Linked DNA regions of Mus musculus: region 2 is linked to region 1. The links are chromatin contacts, called in public HiChIP or PLAC-seq maps. All regions are on one chromosome and are shown on one strand. The core of a region is the stretch at or near the end of the contact, and the rest is flanking DNA. Distances in the headings are between cores, read along the strand shown. Region 1 overlaps Arid4a (AT rich interactive domain 4A (RBP1-like)). Region 2 overlaps Arid4a (AT rich interactive domain 4A (RBP1-like)).

Region 1 (6,933 bases), core at 1,568-4,067:
ACTCTCTGCCTTCAGATACACTCTCTGCCTTCAGATACACTCTCTGCCTTCAGATACAGATACACTCTCTGCCTTCAGATACACTCTCTCTGTCTTCAGATACACTCTCTGCCTTCAGATACACTCTCTGCCTTCAGATACACTCTCTGCCTTCAGATACACTCTCTGCCTTCAGATACACTCTCTCTGCCTTCAGATACACTCTCTGCCTTCAGATACAGATACACTCTCTGCCTTCAGATACACTCTCTGCCTTCAGATACACTCTCTGCCTTCAGATACACTCTCTCTGCCTTCAGATACACTCTCTGCCTTCAGATACAGATACACTCTCTGCCTTCAGATACAGATACACTCTCTGCCTTCAGATACAGATACACTCTCTGCCTTCAGATACAGATACACTCTCTGCCTTCAGATACACTCTCTCTGTCTTCAGATACACTCTCTGCCTTCAGATACACTCTCTGCCTTCAGATACAGATACACTCTCTCTGCCTTCAGATACACTCTCTCTGCCTTCAGATACAGATACACTCTCTCTGCCTTCAGATACACTCTCTGCCTTCAGATACACTCTCTGCCTTCAGATACAGATACACTCTCTGCCTTCAGATACAGATACACTCTCTGCCATCAGATACACTCTCTGCCTTCAGATACACTCTCTGCCTTCAGATACAGATACACTCTCTGCCTTCAGATACAGATACACTCTCTGCCATCAGATACACTCTCTGCCTTCAGATACACTCTCTGCCTTCAGATACACTCTCTGCATCAGATACACTCTCTGCCTTCAGATACACTCTCTGCCTTCAGATACAATCTCTGCCTTCAGATACAGATACACTCTCTGCCTTCAGATACAGATACACTCTCTGCCTTCAGATACAGATACACTCTCTGCCATCAGATACACTCTCTGCCTTCAGATACACTCTCTGCCTTCAGATACACTCTCTGCCTTCAGATACACTCTCTGCCTTCAGATACAGATACACTCTCTGCCTTCAGATACAGATACACTCTCTGCCATCAGATACACTCTCTGCCTTCAGATACACTCTCTGCCTTCAGATATACTCTCTCTGCCTTCAGATACACTCTCTGCCTTCAGATACACTCTCTGCCTTCAGATACACTCTCTGCCTTCAGATACACTCTCTGCCTTCAGATACACTCTCTCTGCCTTCAGATACACTCTCTGCCTTCAGATACACTCTCTCTGCCTTCAGATACACTCTCTGCCTTCAGATACACTCTCTGCCTTCAGATACACTCTCTGCCTTCAGATACACTCTCTGCCTTCAGATACACTCTCTCTGCCTTCAGATACAACTCTGCCTTCAGATACACTCTCTCTGCCTTCAGATACACTCTCTCTGCCTTCAGATACACTCTCTCTGCCTTCAAATACACTCTCTGCCTTCAGATACACTCTCTGCCTTCAGATACACTCTCTGCCTTCAGATACACTCTCTGCCTTCAGATACACTCTCTCTGCCTTCAGATACACTCTCTGCCTTCAGATACACTCCTGTCCTTTGATTGTAAGCTTGAATCTCAAGCCCATGGGTAATAGCTGGTTGCATTGAGAGTTAGTGTTTTCTCCTCTTGTTGAAAGTGGGTGTACTGCAGCTGAATTAACCAGAATGACCCTTGAAAAAGAGTATGAACTACTTTAAAATTTGTGATTTACTAAACATGTTGGGTTTTCCAGGAGGATATATCTACCCAACATATATTTACTGGCTGCCCCTATGTTTGTTATTTGTGATTCACCAAATGAATAGGCCTAGGAATCTTCAGCACTACCTATGTGGAGCCATAAATCATTCATAGACAGCTACAAGGCAACACTAATGAGCATATGTCACGTGCCAGGTCTCCACAGGTGATGCAGAAGCTGTATGAATTAGACACAGGCTTCACTTTCTAGTATCTTAACATTGCTGCATAGTGTGTGCCTTGTAGGACATTAACCAGTCTACTGTGAAATAATCTTAAAGTCGTATCTGTGCTTTACTTTAAGCATGCAGAGTCGACAGCCAGTCAAACATTGGACATGGTACCTATTCAAGGTCTGCCAAAATAACAGTAACAGAAATTGAGTTCTGTGTCCTAAACTCATTAGTAATCAGATGAAAACAAGGAGAGGTGATCACTCGGTGCGACTGTAGGGAGACTTGTAGTGTCCAAGATGATAATGCCAGTCACTGGGAAAAATAGGAGGGAGATTCATGCATTGTTGGATCAAAACAAACTATGATCGCTCCTGTATCAGTCGTTTTACATTGCTGTTAACAAAAGAATGTAGGGAATCAGGACACAGTATATCCCAGGATGTGTCTCCGGGGTCTCTTCCCTCCCACTGCTCCACCTCCAGCTTTTCAGGAAAGAAGGCCATCCTATGACTCCATCAAGGATTACCCCACTGATGAGGTCAGAGCCAGCACGCTAGGACTGTTTCTGAAATGCCTCATGCACGCATACACAGGGGTGTTCTTTCCTCCTCTTCCTGACACTTCTCAGTCTAATCAAGTTGCCCACTGGGACCAACCATCAAAGTCTCCTCCTCAACTTCCACCCAAGCACCTCCCTTCTACCACAAAATTCTGCTCTGACCAAGCGCACTCACAGACCGCCGCGCTCCCCGATAAAGCAGCACCAAGAGCACACTCACGTGCCCTTAGAGTTAAAAAAAGCAAGCTGTCAGCTCACACCCCCAGGACTGCAGGACAGGTCTCAAGTTAGGGACAGGATGAGACTGGTTGAAACTGTGTTGAGAAATGGGATCATCATGCCTACCCTTTAAAGAAAGGTTCACTTCTCCCTACCTCTAGCAGAAACATGAACAGAACCAGCGTTGTAGACTTAGGGCCACCAGCTATAGCTAATGGTGACAGAAAAGGGGTAAATCAGGAGTGAGTACCGAATGGTGGCTCTCTCTGTCCTTTCCTAAACCACGATGTAACCCTCCCACTCTTGAGAACCATAGCTAAGTATGCGCGTCCCTGAGACGGGAGAGGAGGCTTCTCCTGAAGAAACTAACTATGCCTAGACAAACTGTCTACCCTAGACAAAGACAAAGACCAAAAGAGGGAAAGAAAAGACACTTACCTCGAAAAAAACTGTTATTTACTTAAAAGCACAAGATATAGTAAACATTTTAAGCTGTTCATGGAGGCTTGTCGCCTTGGCTGTAATCTTAGCCTTTCAGGGGTGGAGGCAGGGGATCGAGAGTTCAAGGGCAGCCTGAAGGAGGTGGCTGATTCAAGGCTAACCTGGGTTATATAAGGTTACATAACAAAATAAAACAAAAACAAAAAAACAAAAAAAAGAAGAAAAATGATTTTTTTTCAGATATAAAGACAAATCTATGAAAGTATGACAGGGGCATTTAAGAAAATAATAAAAGGGGAATACATGTAAAACTGAAAAACAAAACAAAACCAAAAAACAACATTAGAAAGGAAGAGAGCCGGGCAGTGGTGAGGCCGGCCTTTAGTCCCTGCACTCAGGAGGCAGATTGGGAACGAAGACTACAAGAAACCTGTCTCTCGGGGGAAAAAAAGGCAACAAAAAGCACCTCAGATAGATAGATGTCTGTGGGGTAACCTGCAGTGTCTGTACACTCCTGATGCACCCACACTCAGGCTCCTGAGGAAGGTGTGGCCGTTTCCCTTAGCCTGAATAACTCCACGCATGCACACACCCACATGCACATCTGACTGTTGAGAGCGGTGAGAGAGAGTTCGCCCTCTGACAGAACTTCTGGGGATGCCCTGGCCTATTCTTAGGCCAGCAGTTTTCAATACTGAAAAATGGCCTGGAGCAGATGGAAAGAAATTAGACTTTGAAAGTTTGTCCATTTTAATAAAAATGGTAAATACTAAGAAGTCCGGGCGTGGTGGCACATGCCTTTAATCCCAGCACTTGGGAGGCAGAGGCAGGTGAATTTCTGAGTTTAAGGCCAGCCTGGTCTACAAAGTGAGTTCCAGGACAGCCAGGACTATACAGAGAAACTCTGTCTCGAAAAAAAAAAACAAAACAAAAAAACAAACAAACAAAAAGAAGTCATTACAGCGTCGGTAAACACAGGGTGGGATGGTATAACTCAGTTCAAAGCGCTTACCTAGCAGAGAAGCCTTTGGGTCCATTGCCCAGTGTATATCTTCTGCTACTCTTGCCCCTACCTGACACCAGACTTCATCTCTCTTTTAATCCTTACTTTTTGTGATGTCTGACTTTGTTTAGTTTTTCATTTTGGTTGCAGTGCTGGGAGTGGAATCCAGGGCCTGTGCATAGCACCCTGGCTCCTGCGCTGCCCGCTGCCTCCCAACCTTGTGATATCTCTTCTGTAGGGTTAATTCCCTTAATTGGCCCAAAGGTGAGCCCAGCAGAGTGCTTGCTGACAACTTGCACCCCTTGTGCATCGTTTAATCGGCCCTTGATTGAAGTGAATGATGCTAAACATCTAGTTACAGCCTGTAATCCCAACACTTGTGGAGTAGAGGCGAGAAAATCAGAAATTAAGGTCATCCTTGGCTACATATCAAGTTTGAACTAACCTAGGCAATGTGAGACTGTCGCAGAAACAAACAACAAATCTTCCTTAGAATTTAGCATCTAACTTTAGGTATCTGAGTAGTCATTTCTTGCTCTAACCTGGTTGTGTTGATTCCACAGTGTCTCACGCAGGAGCGTCAATGTCCTCTGCTTCATCAGACACTGGAATGAGCCCTTCTTCATCGTCTCCCCCCCAAAATGTACTTGCTGTAGAGTGCAGGTGATGAACAGTTCTCCACCCCACAGCAGTTTGCTGCCATGGACATAAATCCCCAAACCCTGAAATACAACCACAGAAAGCACTCAGCCGGCTAAGTATATCCTTCCTGTATAGTTTCCAGGATTGTATCTAGACCCTCCTCTCTCCTTTTTTTATTGTTGCAGAAAATAAGCTTATTAATAATTGAAGGTTAGGCAGCCTGCCATATTGGTCATAATTTTTCCTCTGTATTTTCTTTCTTTCTTTCTTTTTTTTTTTGTGTGTGTGTGTGTGATAGAGAAAAAAAAGGGCACTTAGCAAAATGGAATTTGTATAATAAAGCTTTCAAGTGTTCTAGAAATCATAGACAAGCGCACACAACAGACAGGAGAGCATTATCTGGTTAGCAGTTACTGCTGCACTTTCACTGAGATGCATTGAACACTTGGTGAGTAGGGGGTTGATTTTGTTTTATTCTTGTATTATTATAATTATTATAATAATTATTATTAATGTTGATTTTTTATTCATTTCAATTTTGTGGAAGCACTTGCTATGTAGAACTGCCAAAGTATATGTGCAGCAGTGTGCCCAGGTTTAAAAGTGTAAATGGGACAAAATAAATTGTGAAAGGAAGTGTAGTTGACTGAAAACTGCAGTTGTAATAAGTCTTCCACTTTTTATAGGACTTTTGAGCACACAATTATGCAAATATTTTAATGTTTATTAATGTTTACAGTGGAATTGTGAATAAGTTTTCAGTGGACTATCTTATCCCTTGACAAAAATATTTTGTCTTTTTTCTATGTAATTTCAGAGTTTTTATTTTGTTACAAAAATACAAAAATGAAATATATAACAACAATGAAGTTATTTAACAAGATTTCTAAAGCTGAAAATTTTGTGTAAAATAAGGTATTATCTTGCAACTTGTTAAATATATTTATTCAGACATTGGATGGTTGTATTTTTATGTATTTTTTAAAATATTAATAAAATTGAAAAAAAGACAATTCTAGGTTAATTCACTCTTTGGATGGCAGTAGTGGTCAGCTGCCCCTTTTGCAGGGGGCTGTGTCTGCAGCCGCGGGTGCTGCAGGGCGTCTGTCTCAACCTTCCCAACCGAGCAGCTGAGAGTGGGCATCTGGGTCACTCAAGTCTGTCCTTGTTTAGAAACTTTGGCAGTCCTCGTATTTAAACCACTTTGAGGATCACATTTTTGGTTGCCCTTAAGATGCTTTGTCACAGTTTTTGTGTTCGCTGTACTGCCGAATAAATTTTATATCTCCCAAAGTCAAGATGCAACAGTCACGTAAAGCCACTATGTATTCTTTGTCTGTGAATTGTTACACAGACTGATACATTTGTAAATAATTCTTCCAAAATCATGTATTTAAAGCAGTTTTGCATATACATTATGTTAAAAAAAAGGTGATTTTTTTAAAAAGCATTTTTAAACTCATGTTTGTACATTAAAGGGGTTGTTTTGAAGCCTCCTTTTCTGTGTTTATATGCTGTAGTGTGGTAGCCCGGGGGGTTTTGACCCTGAGGGCGGACAGAGGCACAGCACATTGCTACAGCAGAGCATTACCGAAATTATATTTCTCCACGTCATCTTGCCACATTGTGAACCTGGGATTCAGACTTCTTCCATTTTCTCAGAGAATTAAAACAAAAAAGTACTCTTGTAATATGAACTTTCCTGTCTTTTCTTTGCAAACAGAAGTATCTCAATGTCAAATAAAAAGGAGCCCAGTGGGCGTGTCTTAAACATAGGCTATACAGTTTTAGTTTTCTTTTTTTTTTTTTTTAGATTTATTTATTTATTATATGTAAGTACACTGTAGCTGTCCTCAGACACTCCAGAAGAGGGAGTCAGATCTCATTACGGATGGTTGTGAACCACCATGTGGTTGCTGGGATTTGAACTCCTGAGCTTCGGAAGAGCAGTCGGGTGCTCTTACCCACTGAGCCATCTCACCAGCCCCCTAGTTTTCTTTTAAGTGACTATTTTTTCCAAATGCCAGTAACTTATAGTTGGAAAATTAGGTTCTACAAAACTAGGCATTTCAGTATGTCTTAGTCAGGGTTTCTATTCCTGCACAAACATAATGACTAAGAAACAAGTTGGGGAGGAAAGGGTTTATTCAGCTTACACTTCC
Region 2 (6,694 bases), core at 349-2,848, 42 kb before region 1:
GCATGCCTTTAATCTTAGCACCTGGGAGGCAAAGGCAGGAGGATTTCTGTGAATTTGAGGTCAGCCTGGTCTACAAACAGGGTTACATAGAGAGCCCTTGTCTTGAAACACACACACACACACACACACACACACATGCAGTATTTGCAAACAAATAATAAATAAATAAGATAAATAAATGGTCTTGATGAGAGCACGACTATCACATCTTGATTATAGTGTATGTATCATTTCAAGTGGAAAAGTAATTTATTGGGTTTACTTTAACTTTTGAAATGCAAGAGTCATAAAATTATTTTAAGTGGGATGGTTAAATTGTAAAACAGCATCTTGCAGTAAATATATCACTTCCTTTGTGTTCCTGGAAGTGTTTGGCATGTGTGTAACAGTGAGGAATGGTATTTCAGTGAGGAATGGTATTTCTGTAAATTTTAGGATCTGAGTTAACTGGTTCTCCAACTATTACTGGGTAATTCAGTGTTTGCAATCAAGTCATCTTCTTTGAATGTCACCTTGTCTCCACTCCGGCTTTGGAAAGAAACCCCCTAAGTTTCGGGTGGGAGCAGATTATGAACCGCATGAGGCATGAGAGGAGACTTAGACCCAACAGCCTGTTCTTTTTCCCAGGCACACTTGACAGCGTGTCGCCCTCTGAGAGCCAGGTCCCTGGGGTTCTGCTCTGGATCAGAAGTCTGAGTCTATCAGCTCCCTCTCCTCCTCCTCTAGCCCATTCCATTCTGTTCCCGCCTCTTCTGCCCTCAAGTTTCCTCCACTTGTCTGTCTGTCTGTCTGTCTGTCTGTCTGCGCTTACCCTTTTGTCCAGGTTGCTCAGTTGCATCTGTCACTGTGGTGTCTTGTCCTCTCATCACAACCAGAACAACTGCTGACAGTCACCAGAGACCTTTAACCAAACAACAGTGTTTCTTATCTCATCTGACACCTTAGTAGCACTCAGATGGCATGACATTACATTGGTTTTCTGGTTTACTTCCCAACTAAATGATAGAATGACCCCAAATCTCTGTGCACACCTCAGATGTCTCTTGGCTACAGACATTTATATAAAACTGTCTGGAATTTTTTTCATGTTTATAAGTACTCAAACTCAGTATGCCCACAGCTTCGATTACCTCCCTTCCTGGCCATTCCTAATCTATTTTAATAAAAGCACCACACCCAGTTGCCTAAGCCAGATACACAGAAGGCACCTTGATTGTTTTCTTGGTCTTTCCATCTGAATCCATTCAGACACAAACCCTTTGTCTTCTACCTCCTTGAATAGCTCCTTACTTTGCCCACCTCTTTACATTTTTACTCTGCCGCACTTGGTCCAGGCAATCTCTGGCTTTTCCTAGACTAGTGCATTAGCACATAACTGCTGGCCTGCCCCTCCCCCTCCCCCAGGCTGGTCTCTGCACTAGATCTGAAGCTAGTTTTTTCAAACCAGAAACTACATGTGATCCCTTTGGGAATAAATAATTTTAGGACACAAAAGAGGTGTTTTTTTTTTTTAACTTTTTACTTAAAATATTTCTAAAGCATGTTATGTAATATCTCTTTTTCAAAGCAGTGTACTTGGCATTACTTAATGTCACATTATTCCAGATTTATTTATTCAGGAAATTCACTGCTGTCAGGACCTTTGGACCTTACACAAATACTGCCTACTTAATTTTTAAAACTTATTTCTCTTTTGCTTTATAGTTAGTTATTTATGTACATTTTATTTGGGTAGAGGAGGCTCACCAGCCATGCTAGTCAGGGGCTTGAACTCTGGCTGTGAGGCTTGGTAGCAACCCGCCACCATTATCCACTGAGCCATCTCCCCACCCCTGTGTATTTAAGGCAGGAGCTCTAGAAGCCTAAGCAGAAGATGACCTTGAATTCCCCCTACCTTTACCTCCCAAGCTCTGGGATGGCAACTGTATCCTATTTCCTGCTCTACTATCTGGTTTTGTATTTGAAACTTTGTACATAGTTGGGTTTTTGTTTGTTTTTTGTTTTGTTTTGTTTTTACTTTGTAGATTGTTCATTAGCGTCTATGTTAAGTTCTCCCTCCCTCGCCCTCCCTCACCTTTTCTGGGATGTAGTGTTGCTCTGCTGCCCAGGCTGACCTTGAATTCCTGCGCTCTTGAATTCTCTTGGCTCTGCCTCCTGAGTAGCTGCGACTACAGGTGCAGGTCATTGTACCAAGCCTTTTCTTTTTCATTTTTTTAGATTTATTTCATTTTATATGTATGAGTGTGTTGCCTGAATGTATGTTTGTGCACTGTGTGCATGCTTGGCGTCTAGGGAAGTCCGAATAAGGCATCAGATCTGCTGGAACAGGACTTAGGGACACCTGGGAGACACTGTGTGGACTCTGAGAGTCAAATACTTCTGCAGGAGCAGCAAGAGTTCTTAACTGTTGAACTGTCTCTCCAGCCACTTAAAAAGTATTCTTAGGGCTAAAGAGATGGCTCAGTGGTTAAGAGCACTGACTACTCTTCCAGAGGTCCTGAGTTCAATTCCCAGCAACCACATGGTGGCTCACAACCATCTGTAATGGAATCCAACATTCTCTTCAGCTGTGTCTGAAGACAGCAACAGTGTACTCATACACAAAAAAGAAATAAATATTTAAAAAAATCTTTTTGGGTGCTAGAGAAGAGATAGCTGAGCAGTTAAGAGCACTGACTGCTCTTCCCGAGGGCCAAGGATCAATCCCAGCACCCATGTGGGGCTCACAGCTCTGTAACTCCGGTTCCAGGGATCAACACCCTTGCAGACATACATGCAGGCGAAACACCAGTGCACATTTAACAAGTACTAAATACATTTTAAAACATATTCTTAAAATATTTTTCTTTTTAAATTGAAGTCGTTATTAACTATTCCACCGAGGCACTGTAATGTGTCTGTTGTATTGGAACAGAACATCTGCCAGCAGTAAAGTAAACCTTTTCTCATCACTGTTGGAATCACCCTCTGTTAGGGTGTGAGCAGGGGAAGCCGACTAATCCAAATCACTTTTTGCTTGTTTTTACAGACTTGTTGGTTTTCTTTTTTTTTTCTTTTTTTTTTTAAATTAGGTATTTTCCTCATTTACATTTTCAATGCTATCCCAAAAGTCCCCCATACCCACCCCCCCAATCCCCTACCCACCCACTCCCCCTTTTTGGCCCTGGTGTTCCCCTGTACTGGGGCATATAAAGTTTTCGTGTCCAATGGGCCTCTCTTTCCAGTGATGGCCAACTAGGCCATCTTTTGATACATATGCAGCTAGAGACAAGAGCTCCGGGGTACTGGTTAGTTCATATTGTTGTTCTACCTATAGGGTTGCAGATCCCTTTAGCTCCTTGGGTACTTTCTCTAGCTCCTCCATTGGGGGCCGTGTGACCCATCCAATAGCTGACTGTGAGCATCCACTTCTGTGTTTGCTAGGCCCCAGCATAGTCTCACAAGAGAGAGCTATATCTGGGTCCTTTCAGCAAAATCTTGCTAGTGTATGCAATGGTGTCAGCATTTGGAAGCTGATTATGGGATGGATCCCTGCATATGGCAATCACTAGATGGTCCATCCTTTCGTCACAGCTCCAAATTTTGTCGACTTGTTGGTTTTCAAATGCAAACTGCCTACCCTCTTATCAGTATGAATGTGTATATCTAAGAGATTGTGTGTGTGTGTGTGTGTGTGTGTGTGTATGTGACTGTGGACGGAAGTACTTAGATACACTACTCCATCGTGTCTTCAAAGCAGACTTGCTAGCTCAGTAGGCTATCCAATACCTTCTCTATTTTCTCATTTTTTTTCTTATGAGAAACTCTCTGCTTTCACAAGCACTTCAGTTTCTGTTTCCCCTTTTCTGTGTTGTAAATGGACACAAGGTGTGCCAGGGATTTTGTTCTTCCTCCTTTCTCCCCAGGGTACCCTGGCAGCGAGCACTATGGTGCATGGCCCATATTAAACCCTCATCACCTAGTTTGTGAAGAATGAATAAATGTGGATTATGTAAAATCTTGGGAAATTGCTGTGTGAAACAAGTTGTTGGACTGTTGTTTGAAGTTAATTGGAACAGTCTTTGACACAACTTCTCTTTTCTTCAAAATACCTCATTTCTTACACAATGTAGTCTAGGTTTCTCTCTCTCTCTCTCTCTCTCTCTCTCTCTCCCTCTCTCTCTTTCTCTCTCTCTCTGTTTTTAAATATTTTCCTCCCACCAACTTGGGATAGTTTTCTGTACCTTGCCAAAGATTCAAAGATTTCTTGTTTAAACCCTTTAATCGCTTTCCACCCGTATCGGATGAACACTGATTTCGGTACTGGGTTTTGTTGTTATTTTATATATTTCTTTTCATCCTGGCCTTTGAAGTCTGGGCTTTCATGAATTGACCCCTGTTCACCTTCTTCTCACGTCCACGTGTCTCCGAGCTCCCAGCCTCCACTCAGACGCGGCTGGAGGCTCCTTCGTGTTGGGTGTAGTCAGCTTTGTCTTCTCAGTGTTAAGTAGCACTGGATGGGCACAGTGAAAGCTAAGCTAGCTGTGGTGCTCATCTGAAATTGCAGCACTAGGGATGCAGAGGCAGGAGGGTAGCTACAAGTTTCAGACCAGCCTCCAGTTTTGACAGTTTGGATACCTTCTGGATTTGCAGTCTGTAAAGTCAATTTCCTGGCTAGGAAACTTAACAGCAGAAATGAGGTGTGTATTGCTTCATCTGTGGCATGTGCCTGCAATCTCAGCACTTGGACAGGAGGATGGACACTAACTGGAGCCTACCTAGATTACAGGAGACCCCCGTCTGAAAAGGGTAGCATACTGTATTATATCCAGATGAAGTGTGAAGCCTGCTTGTCGCCGGAGTGGATGCTGTTTCTGAATGAGCATTTGCTTCCAGATGTGTGGAGATGGTGGCCCATGTTGTGGACAACTTGAAACATCCTGTCCTTCCCGGCTTTCCTGGCTTTACTGCAGAGCATTCGGTTTTTCCGGTGGCCAGTGTGAAACGTGCAAGAACATCTTCTCAACTGAGTTGCAAGATGTCTTTTCATCACACAATGATTATCTAAATGCTTGACAGTCATCAGAGATTAAAGCTGTGCATAAAGTAGCCGTGTCTCAAACTGGCAGACCTACAGAGTACTGCCAGCATAGAGAGGCATGGAAGAAAAATCCAACCAGCAGAAACTCCCTGGAACTTCTCTCTCCTGCTCTCATCCACTCCCTCTCCTTCAGGGCAGGGCTGATCTCTCCTCCTCCTCCTCCTCCTCCTCCTCCTCCTCCTCCTCCTCCTCCTCCTGCTCCTCCTCTTCCTGCTCCTCCTCCTCCTCCTCCCTACTCCTCCCCCCTCCTCCCTGCCCTTGTGGACCGAGTGATGGCATGCTCTTCCCTATTCCTTCGTTTCATTCATGATTCATGACTGAGAACTTCAAAAACACGACTCTAATTCTTTACAAAATGTCCTGTCTATATGATACCAAGTAGTGGCTCTTTAGTACGTTGTGACAAAGCCCTTTCCTGATCACGGCTTTTCTCTGTCGGACCTATCTGCTCCTGCTTGCTGTTCGGGAACTGCCAGTCACATGGAAAGGCTTTCTTTACTATTACAGTGGCAGCCGCTCCGGAGCAGAACTGGTCGTGCCACCCTGCATTCCCGCACTATGCACACTACATTATGTGGTCTGGCCCCTTGTGTCTGTCCACACCACTCGGCAGAATCAAAGCAGCAAAATGAGAAGGGGTCACGTAGTCTCATTTCCATCCACCGTGCTCTTGCACCGCTCCTGAGTGATGATAAACTATTGATAAATACTTGAACTTAATTTGAAGACATAATGCCTCATGTCAGAAGGATCTGAGCCTGGTAGTGTAAACCACTACTCGTAATCCTCCGTAGACTATGGGTAGCGGTACCCATTCACATCCAGGAGTGTTCTGGAACCTTGAGATCCTCTTGCTTGCTCTACCAGGTTTGCCAAGAATATAGTTACTCTTGATTACCTGAAGGGAAGAAGTCTCACAGTTCAGAGAATCTCTACCTTTCTTCCATCTGCCCTTTCCCACACCTAAGTCCTTCAGAGGTGCTAGAGTGTGAGAAGGCCCAGGGAGGGACAGCAAACAGCAGCAGCTCAGGATCCCATGCAGAAGGCACTTCCTAGTGCATGGAACACAGCTAGTAAACTCATGGTGAGGAATTCTCTATCCAACTCAGCAGTTTTGCAAAAGCCATCAGGTAAATTTAAAACTTTGTTTATAGCTTACTTATTTTTGGTGGGAATTTCCTCTCAAGAAAGTAGGTATATGTAAATTGAATTTTTTACTAATTTTGTTTTTATATCTTGGAACTGTACCTGAACTTAAAATTTTGTGGCATAGTTCCTCACAGAGCCTAGAATACTCTTTATTATTCACTAACTTAATGCCCATAAACTATCAGTTTTTAACCTGTAAAAGTATACACTCAACCTTGAAGAATTTAGCATAGCTTGATACAACCTTATTTGTGCCATGTTTGCATTTAGTGGGTTGATTTTTCTTTGCTTACATTAGGGAACAACTTTTATTTTTATTTTATTTTATTTATTTCTGGTTTTATTGAGATAGAGTGTCATGTAGCTCTAGCTGTTGTAACACTTGCTGTGTAGTACAGGTTGGCCTTGAACTCACAGAGATCTGCCTGCCTCCTAGATTTTATTATATATTTTAATTCACTACAT

What was found. HiChIP or PLAC-seq counts read pairs in DNA pulled down with a chosen protein or histone mark.
Region 2: an H3K27ac HiChIP or PLAC-seq map of embryonic stem cells shows a contact between it and region 1, with 5 read pairs. The contact joins two enhancer-like sites. A contact is called at or near these places in 18 of 39 promoter capture datasets (the 3T3-L1 cell line, 3T3-L1-derived adipocytes, the C10 cell line and 11 more), 19 of 484 Hi-C or Micro-C datasets (the 3T3-L1 cell line, 3T3-L1-derived adipocytes, the AML12 cell line and 9 more), 2 of 115 datasets of contacts at active chromatin or transcription factors (the HPC-7 cell line and embryonic stem cells) and 2 of 9 other capture datasets (adipose tissue and liver).

The regions. Positions count from the first base shown.
Region 1 is chr12:71,092,809-71,099,741 of GRCm38.p6, forward strand. It overlaps Arid4a (AT rich interactive domain 4A (RBP1-like)), which reads left to right. Exons shown (of 24, transcript NM_001081195.1): 24 at 4,693-6,543. The coding sequence ends at 4,796. Among named protein-coding and RNA genes, the nearest start is that of Tomm20l, 15 kb to the right of the region's middle. Within about 2 kb of position 2,818, at least 12 of the 459 cell types and tissues checked have an H3K27ac peak or open chromatin away from gene starts, as enhancers often do. A contact at or near this core is called in embryonic stem cells, where this site is marked.
Region 2 is chr12:71,051,878-71,058,571 of GRCm38.p6, forward strand. All of the region lies in intron 11 of Arid4a (AT rich interactive domain 4A (RBP1-like)), which reads left to right. Among named protein-coding and RNA genes, the nearest start is that of Arid4a, 39 kb to the left of the region's middle. Within about 2 kb of position 1,599, at least 14 of the 459 cell types and tissues checked have an H3K27ac peak or open chromatin away from gene starts, as enhancers often do. A contact at or near this core is called in embryonic stem cells, where this site is marked.